Linked DNA regions of Anas platyrhynchos: region 2 is linked to region 1. The links are chromatin contacts, called in public Hi-C maps. All regions are on one chromosome and are shown on one strand. Each heading gives the region's core, a stretch centred on a gene start, on an enhancer-like site or on the middle of the called end of the contact. The rest is flanking DNA. Distances are from core to core; before and after follow the strand shown. Region 1 has its middle 67 kb from the start of CYP2J2. Region 2 overlaps NFIA (nuclear factor I A).

What was found. A called contact is a pair of places that touch in the nucleus more often than the background predicts.
Region 2: a contact with region 1 is called in a Hi-C map of skeletal muscle, with 4 times the contacts expected there. The contact joins two enhancer-like sites. A contact is called at or near these places in 3 of 8 Hi-C or Micro-C datasets (liver, skeletal muscle and subcutaneous adipose tissue).

Annotation. Positions count from the first base shown.
Region 1 is chr8:36,093,659-36,097,345 of IASCAAS_PekinDuck_T2T, forward strand. No RefSeq gene overlaps it. Among named protein-coding and RNA genes, the nearest start is that of CYP2J2, 67 kb to the left of the region's middle. Within about 2 kb of position 1,958, at least 1 of the 8 cell types and tissues checked has an H3K27ac peak or open chromatin away from gene starts, as enhancers often do.
Region 2 is chr8:36,370,190-36,373,621 of IASCAAS_PekinDuck_T2T, forward strand. All of the region lies in intron 2 of NFIA (nuclear factor I A), which reads left to right. Among named protein-coding and RNA genes, the nearest start is that of NFIA, 100 kb to the left of the region's middle. Within about 2 kb of position 1,587, at least 1 of the 8 cell types and tissues checked has an H3K27ac peak or open chromatin away from gene starts, as enhancers often do.

The DNA of each region.
Region 1 (3,687 bases), core at 708-3,207:
TGTTTCCCCAGGTGGGGAATTTTTCAGATTTGCCACATCTTGGAGGTAGAACAGCTTCTCGTGCTCACCTTGGCATCGCTCACCTCCCGTTCCCACAGCCCAGTAGCATTGCCACAACCTTCACGTTTTTGTTTGCGTGTTTGAGTTCAACACAACCACTCTTGCCCCACACTCTTCTCCTTGCAGATCTTCCCACTCCTGCTGTTCATTAGTAAGTGCCTAACGCAGTGCAGATTTGTTTGATTCTTTTCTACTTTTTTTTTTTTCATTTTCTTTTATTTTTTATTTTATTATTATTATTTTTTATTTTCTGGTGTCTTCTGAGTGCTCTGATACCTGCCAGGGTGCTGCCTCCTAATCTCAAGGGATAGGATATAACACATGGAGGGTCATGAGCAGGGCTGGAAAAATAACAACCCCTCCCCAGACAAACTCCATCTCTTTTGACCTAACATTGTTCTACACAATGCCAGAGAATGAGACCTGATCTATAGCTCTTCTTCCGACAAGAATGCATGCTGAGGCCTAGATTGCTGAAAATTGCATAATAACAGCAAAAATGACTTTTTGCTCAACAAGACCTATTCCTCGTCGAGCTTTTGCACACTATGGAAAAGGCAGAGAGTCTATGTGGGCTGACCAGGCAAACCCCGCAGCTCCTGTCAGCAAAAACATGTGGTAGTTGGTGCAGCTGAAGTTACATTCTCTGAAAGCTTTAAACTGTACCAGCTAAAGCAGAGTTAATGACAGCATATAAATGTCATTGGAAAAAATTACTGCCCTTATATTCGCTTCTTTTGCGGGTTTTAAGGAATCTCCTTCCAGCCTTGGCTTTCGGATATATATAGGTTTGTGCAGATTTGGCAGGGTTAAACTGCCAGGGGTAAGAAAGGACATAAACTTTTGGAAGGGCTCTGACACCCCCCTCTTTCCCACTCCCAGCACACAGGCATGCCAGAACATTATGGTTTCTTTTAGGCCCGCGTAATTAAATGAGTGATGAGGAATTTCTCACCAGTATAAAACGGAATTATTTGTTGCTTAAAATAAAACTGTACTTTATTTATTTATTTTATTTTGTGGAGACGGGGTGTCCAGGTTGTCAGCTGGTGTCGATCACCCTGTTCTGGGACATCAGATCTTGCTCACTGGGGATAATGCCAGGAGCATCAGGACAGCATGGTCCTACCCCCCAGCAGGTCTGAGATTAGGAAGGGACCATTATGGTGACCAGAGGAGAAGCAGTCTCTATAAAACCCTTTTTTTTTTTTTTTTTTTCATGAGTTTTTCTGTTCAGGCAGGAATCCTCACCCAGGGCAGCTTGGGGAGGGCAGGGGGGTGACTGCAGGGAAGCCCGTGCAATTTCTCTCCCAGTTTAACAGACAGCCTGGGGTCATACTCGCCAAATTTTGTGAGCAGCAGCTAGATTTACGAGCCCCAGGAGCTCACCGTGCTCCAGCTGATGAGCTGCACGACAGAAGAGCTGGGGTGAGCTGAAAAGCAGAGGGAAAGCAGAGGCACTGATGGGGGTCAGGAGTGATGGCCAGGCCCTGAGAGATACCGATGAAACCAAGTGCAAACTGGGGACAACCCAAAAAAGGAACAGAAGGGAGATCTGGGGCTCTTTATATAGCCCCTCACTTTTCAGGGGAAAATGCTGTTCCCAGCTTGCCTGGGCTGGCTGAGCTTGCAGCAACAACCCCTGTGCAAACCGGGTGCTTGCAGTGTTTGTGTAAGCAAAGCAGGGGGGGGACAAGGGGGAAGGAGGAATAAATAAATAAATAAAAAGGAAAAGAAAAGAAAGCAGCAGGAGAGAAAATCCTGGAGGACGAGAAAAAGAGTAAGTTGTCCACAGGGTGTCACTCTTGACCCACATTTGGGCCAGCACCCAGCCTTGTCTGTGGCAGCAGGAGATGGAAGATTTTCGTTCCCCAGCGAGCCTCCAAAAAGGCAGAAAGCTCCAAAAAAGCAGGGTGGCACCTCTGGGCGTGCAGCCTCTGCCCCCGCCTGCCCTTGCCTTGTCCCTTCCCAGGGACTGGATTAGTACGGGGGTCCTCCTGCAAAAAGGGAAAGAGAGTGGAAGAAAACCCTCTCCCCCCATTGCCAAACTTTGCACCATTCTGCCCCAAACTTTTACCACACCACCTCAACCTTTCGGGACGATTTCAAGTTGCTCTGAAATCCCCCTATACTGTCGGCTGTCCCTTCTCTCCAGCAACTCCTCTGTTTCCCAGCACTGCCTCATGGAAGTTGGGGTAGAACCACTTTACAGCGCGGCCTGAACCAGGCTAAATTAAGTGCTGATTATCTTGAGGTTTTGGTTACTCCTGCTTATCAGAGGTGGGTTCTTTAACTTAGTTGGATGGGTTCTTTAGGACAAGCCCTATGAATTACTGCCTTTCTGTACATCAAGCTGTCTGCTGCTGCAATCAGGAGGACAAACCAGGGGTCAAACCAGCTGTGGTTGTAGCCTGAAAGCAGAGACCCCCCTGACCTTCTGCCTGATGCTGGGCTGAGTCCGGGCAGGGCAGGACTGGGTGCATGCTGCCCATGAGAGCTGCAGGGGGATGCGGTCGGCCACCAGGCTCCGAGGGGCCGGCAGGTGACACGGATGCTGGGGTCAGCAGCGCAGCAGCCAAGGTACAGGCTGCAACTTTTACAAAGCATCAGCAGAGCATGAATTATGGTGTGACCTCCTGGCAAGTTTCCTGGAGCAGAGGACACACCGGCAAGAATGCTATCTCCTCTTCCAGGGCTGGCTGGGACAGGATTTGTGTGTAGTGTGTACAGCACATAATTCATCAGGCTAGCATTTGCATAGCATGAGCTCAGCACTGCAGCACTCTCTGACATTTTGAAATATTCTGCTAAGGGCTCACCGCTTACTTGGGGCACCGCATGGGATACAGCCCAAAAGGGATGCTGTCCCCTTGCACGACTCCACCCTCTGCTTGGAGGAGGAGCTCCAAAAAGGTCTAAATCCATAAATCTTACCTGTCTGCAACTCCCTCATTTCTGCAGTGACTTCACACTTTTGCCCCAGGGTAGTGCTTTTAGGTATGCTCAGTATAATTTTCTTTTTTTTTTCTTTTTTTTTTCTTTTTTTTTTTTTTTTTTCCAGGCCATCTTCCTTAATGTGGCTATCCCAAGCTTTTATGGAAACACCTGCAGTATGCAAACACAAACGTATAAATCTCAGTAATGTGAAAAAACTACTTCATGGAGTCGTACAAGAATGCAGCCATGTGACCGCAAAACTTCATTTACAAGTGCCTAAATATAGATCATAGCATGCAGCAAACCCAGACTTCAATTTTAAAAGTGAGGGCACAGGGGAGAGTGCAGAGTCAGCACTTCTTAAATAAGAAGTTCTTCTTGTACTAATTCATTTACAGCAGCATCTTCCTTTGACACAGCAAATTTGCATCGCTGAATCCCGATCGCAGAGACATAAAGATTTTTATGGCAGTCGGAAATAGCCTCCATGCAGGCACTGCTGCACCACCGCCGACCTCCGTGCCCAGACAAGGGCATGCTGCAGTTTGCACCAAGTGAGCTGCACAGGCTTTACTCCCCCGTGTGCTTTTATTTCCCTCCAGGGAGAGGCTGGGTTGTGCAGGATGCCCAGTCTGCTCTGAGGGACCTGCTGGAAGAAACCAAGTGGTTTCTCTGCAGTGGACAGTGCTG
Region 2 (3,432 bases), core at 337-2,836, 280 kb after region 1:
GTAAACACGATGACCCTTGAGGTAAAGAGGAAACCATCTGTGATTCTGACTTGGTTTTTTCTTCCAAACCATGTTCAGTCCTCGGAGGCTGTATAGACACAACTGCACGTTAGCTAGATTGCCTCGCAGCATGTTCCAACGGCACAGAGTCTGAACTTCCAAAACTTAATGTCATCCTGCTTCAAACCCTAGGAAAGGGCTTGATGTTTCCAGACTGGAAAGATGTTCCTGCGAACTGGAGGACCCTGCAGAGAGAGGGCAGCACCTGCATTATGCTGCGAGCAGCGCTGTGGAGGGAGCGCTGCTGCTGTTCGCTCTGTCCCTGCTATCCTTACCTAGTTTCTGCAGCCTTCCGCTCCCAATAACATCTCCCTGCCTTTAAAAAGTTCTCAGTCTAGCAAAGAAATTGTGTACATGAGTGTCTTCAAGTACATGGGAGCTTTTGCTGGCAGTGATGGACCCGTCTGAGTGTTGGGCTTTAGCTCTCCGTAACTGGCATCGTCTTGGAGCTTGCAAAAACTGGAAGTAGCAAGAGTTGCAGCTGTTAAAATGGTGTTTATCAGTGAGGGGCTTAAGTAGAAAATGTAAATCTAACTAAAACCTCTAGCACAGAGTTTTTTCAGATACTGGACTGTTCTGTAGAGAGATATGTAAGGCCAAACTTGGCTTAGTTTCAAAATCTGCAAATCAGACGCAATTCAAACTTTAACTCTTCCTTGGGTAAGAAAGCACAATGCTTCCTTGACGGGAGGGGAATATTCCCACAAAGAGCCCCATTTTTATCTCCTCCTTATGCTAGACTTGTAGTTAACAAGCACAGCTGAAATACCTGATGTCTGCAGTGCCTCCCCTTCCCCCAGAACACCTGATATTTAAGCGTTGCCTGATTCACAAAACTTTTGCTCAGGAATCCAGTGATCATATCTGATAAAAAGCACAAGGAATTCCTTTCAGAAGGAGCTGAACCACAGATGGTGATGTGATTTGAGGGCCACTGAACATCAACAGTTTCACCAACTGAATCTGAATTACAGAAACACCTGCATGACTGCATCTGCAGACTCAGCTAAATTATGCTTCCATCCAGCCACATGACATCTAATGCGTAATTCTTCTGCATTTTAATCAAATGCATTGTAATGCCAGTGTAAAATTTCAATATGAATGCACCTTAATGTAAGAGTAACTAATGGCTGCCATCCATTAGTACCAGTTAAGAGACATACTTCCTACTAGGCAATGAGGGCACCGTTATTTTAATTCATTACCTGCTTTGTAAATTACACCCAATTGCACGTGAAGAGGGGATGCTCACAGGACACCACTGGGGATGTGAGACCGAGCACATGAAAGTTGGAAAATGTTTAAAAGCAGGCAGCAGAGCGGGGTTCACGACCCCCTTGCAGTGAGGTAGATTTTGTGTGTGTTACCCAAATGGTGCCGGTTCCCTCTAAAACCTGCACTGACTTTAGCAGCTTAATGCTTAAAAAAAAATAAAAAATACTTTTACTGAGCATGTGCAAACTCTGAACTTGTGAAGGCTTTTCAGATTTGATGGATTTTCAAGGCTACTGTAAAGCATCTCTTAAGAAAGGGCTGATGTAGGCCAATCTCCTGGTTATTGCTTCAAGGCGTGACGTCGATAGGCCTTTTCAAGGACAAACTGCCAGAAACACTGAAACATTTTTTTTTCCTAGTGCCTTTTTTAGAGATAGATGAATTGGCATGGATAAAAAATTTCCAAAACAGAAATCAGCCTGACGAAAAAAATGAAGTGTGGAGAATGTCCTCAGATGGCTCATACCTGGTAAAGTTAAAGGTGGTGAATGGTCAGCCTTGGGTGACGGATAACACTGTGAGTTACTGCCTGCTGAAACTGCTGAGTGTGCTGGTTGGCTTTGTCATAAGGGCTGCCTGTGGTTTAGCCTTCAGAAGCAAGTCCCAGTCCCCGTGGGACTGAATTCAGCAGACTTTTGCCGTGATTTGAGGTTCTGCCCACAAGGTGGCTGCTGGGATGGGGCCAGATCTTCTGAAAGTTAGATGTCGCATCACAGTACTCTGTTATTGGCATGTTCATGCTTCTAGCATACCATTAAAGCAAGCCTGAAATCATAGAGTGAGGTAGAAAGTGAAGACCTGAAATAAGTAAATTCATTCCGGGGTGGCTGGGTATCGAAACACAGTGCTTCCTGCCTATGTTTGGCTTTACTTTACTTCATTGGTCCCTAGTGCATCCAGAATTATAACTCAGCAAACATCTTCAAGGACCATACTTTTAAAACACAAAACCCCTCCAAAATCTTGAAGTGGCTTAAAGGTAGAAAACCTCCTGGCTGGAGAGGCTAGCGGACCACATCTTGATTTGGTCATTTCCTCTTTCTGATATGGGCACATGTTCGTTCCTAATTACTCTGAAATCAGAGTAATTATTTTCATATGGCTAACAAATAATGATGATTCAACATTTGCATGTCCCTGAATTGCAGTGGAGGGGGATTACAGATGGTACAAGATGCATCAGTTTTACAAAACATATTGAAGATTTCAACTTCTTGATGGAAAGTGTTCTGTCATCACTTAACTTACACACATGTAAATACTGGCGTAGAGGGGAGTCCGCAGTAATGAGAACCACTAAAGACGCAGAAAACAGGTATGCAGAAATAAAAACCAAGTTTTCAAACCTCAGCTTTCCATTCATTCTCATAAGAACTGACCAGCAAAGCTCTAGCTATCCTACCAGGAAGTCTATGATGGAGCCACAGACAGAACCCAAATGTCCACATTGCAATTCATACCTTTTAAAACAAACAAACAAAAAAAGCTTTCTTCAGTGGAGAGGCTTAACTGTATACAGTTGTATGGCAAACAGTGACAATGTGCAGAATAAAGCCACTTTATTCCATAACCTTGTGTTCCTGTTTTTTATCTGTGAACTTTTTACCTTGAGCACACCAAATGCACCAAGCAGCTCCCATTTGAAAGAGTGAGAAGGAAAGGGAGGTTGTGTTTGCTGATCCTGGTAAGTGCAGTGATTTCCAATAACCATGATGTTTGCCATGAGCGAGCAACTTAAAAAAAAAAATTAAAATAAAATCTAGTTAAGTGCCCAGCAAGGGGTTATTCTCATGTCTGCACTTGTATGTTAAGTCCCACTGACAAGTATTAGTGGGAGCCATGCATGTGGGGATATGTGAATAGCCCCAAGGGGAGATGTGTAAAGTAATATGCAACTACACAGAGATTGCTTCAATTGCCACAATAAAATAATCTAACCTTAAAGAATGTTGTGGATAAATAATTTAAATAAATTCACATGTAATGGAGGGGAAAAAAAAATGAAACAAAAACAGCACTAGAGTCTACTCATTGAGCTAAACAGTAAACAAAAACTAGCTTTTAGAAATTAAGCTGGCCCAAGTTTTCAGAAAT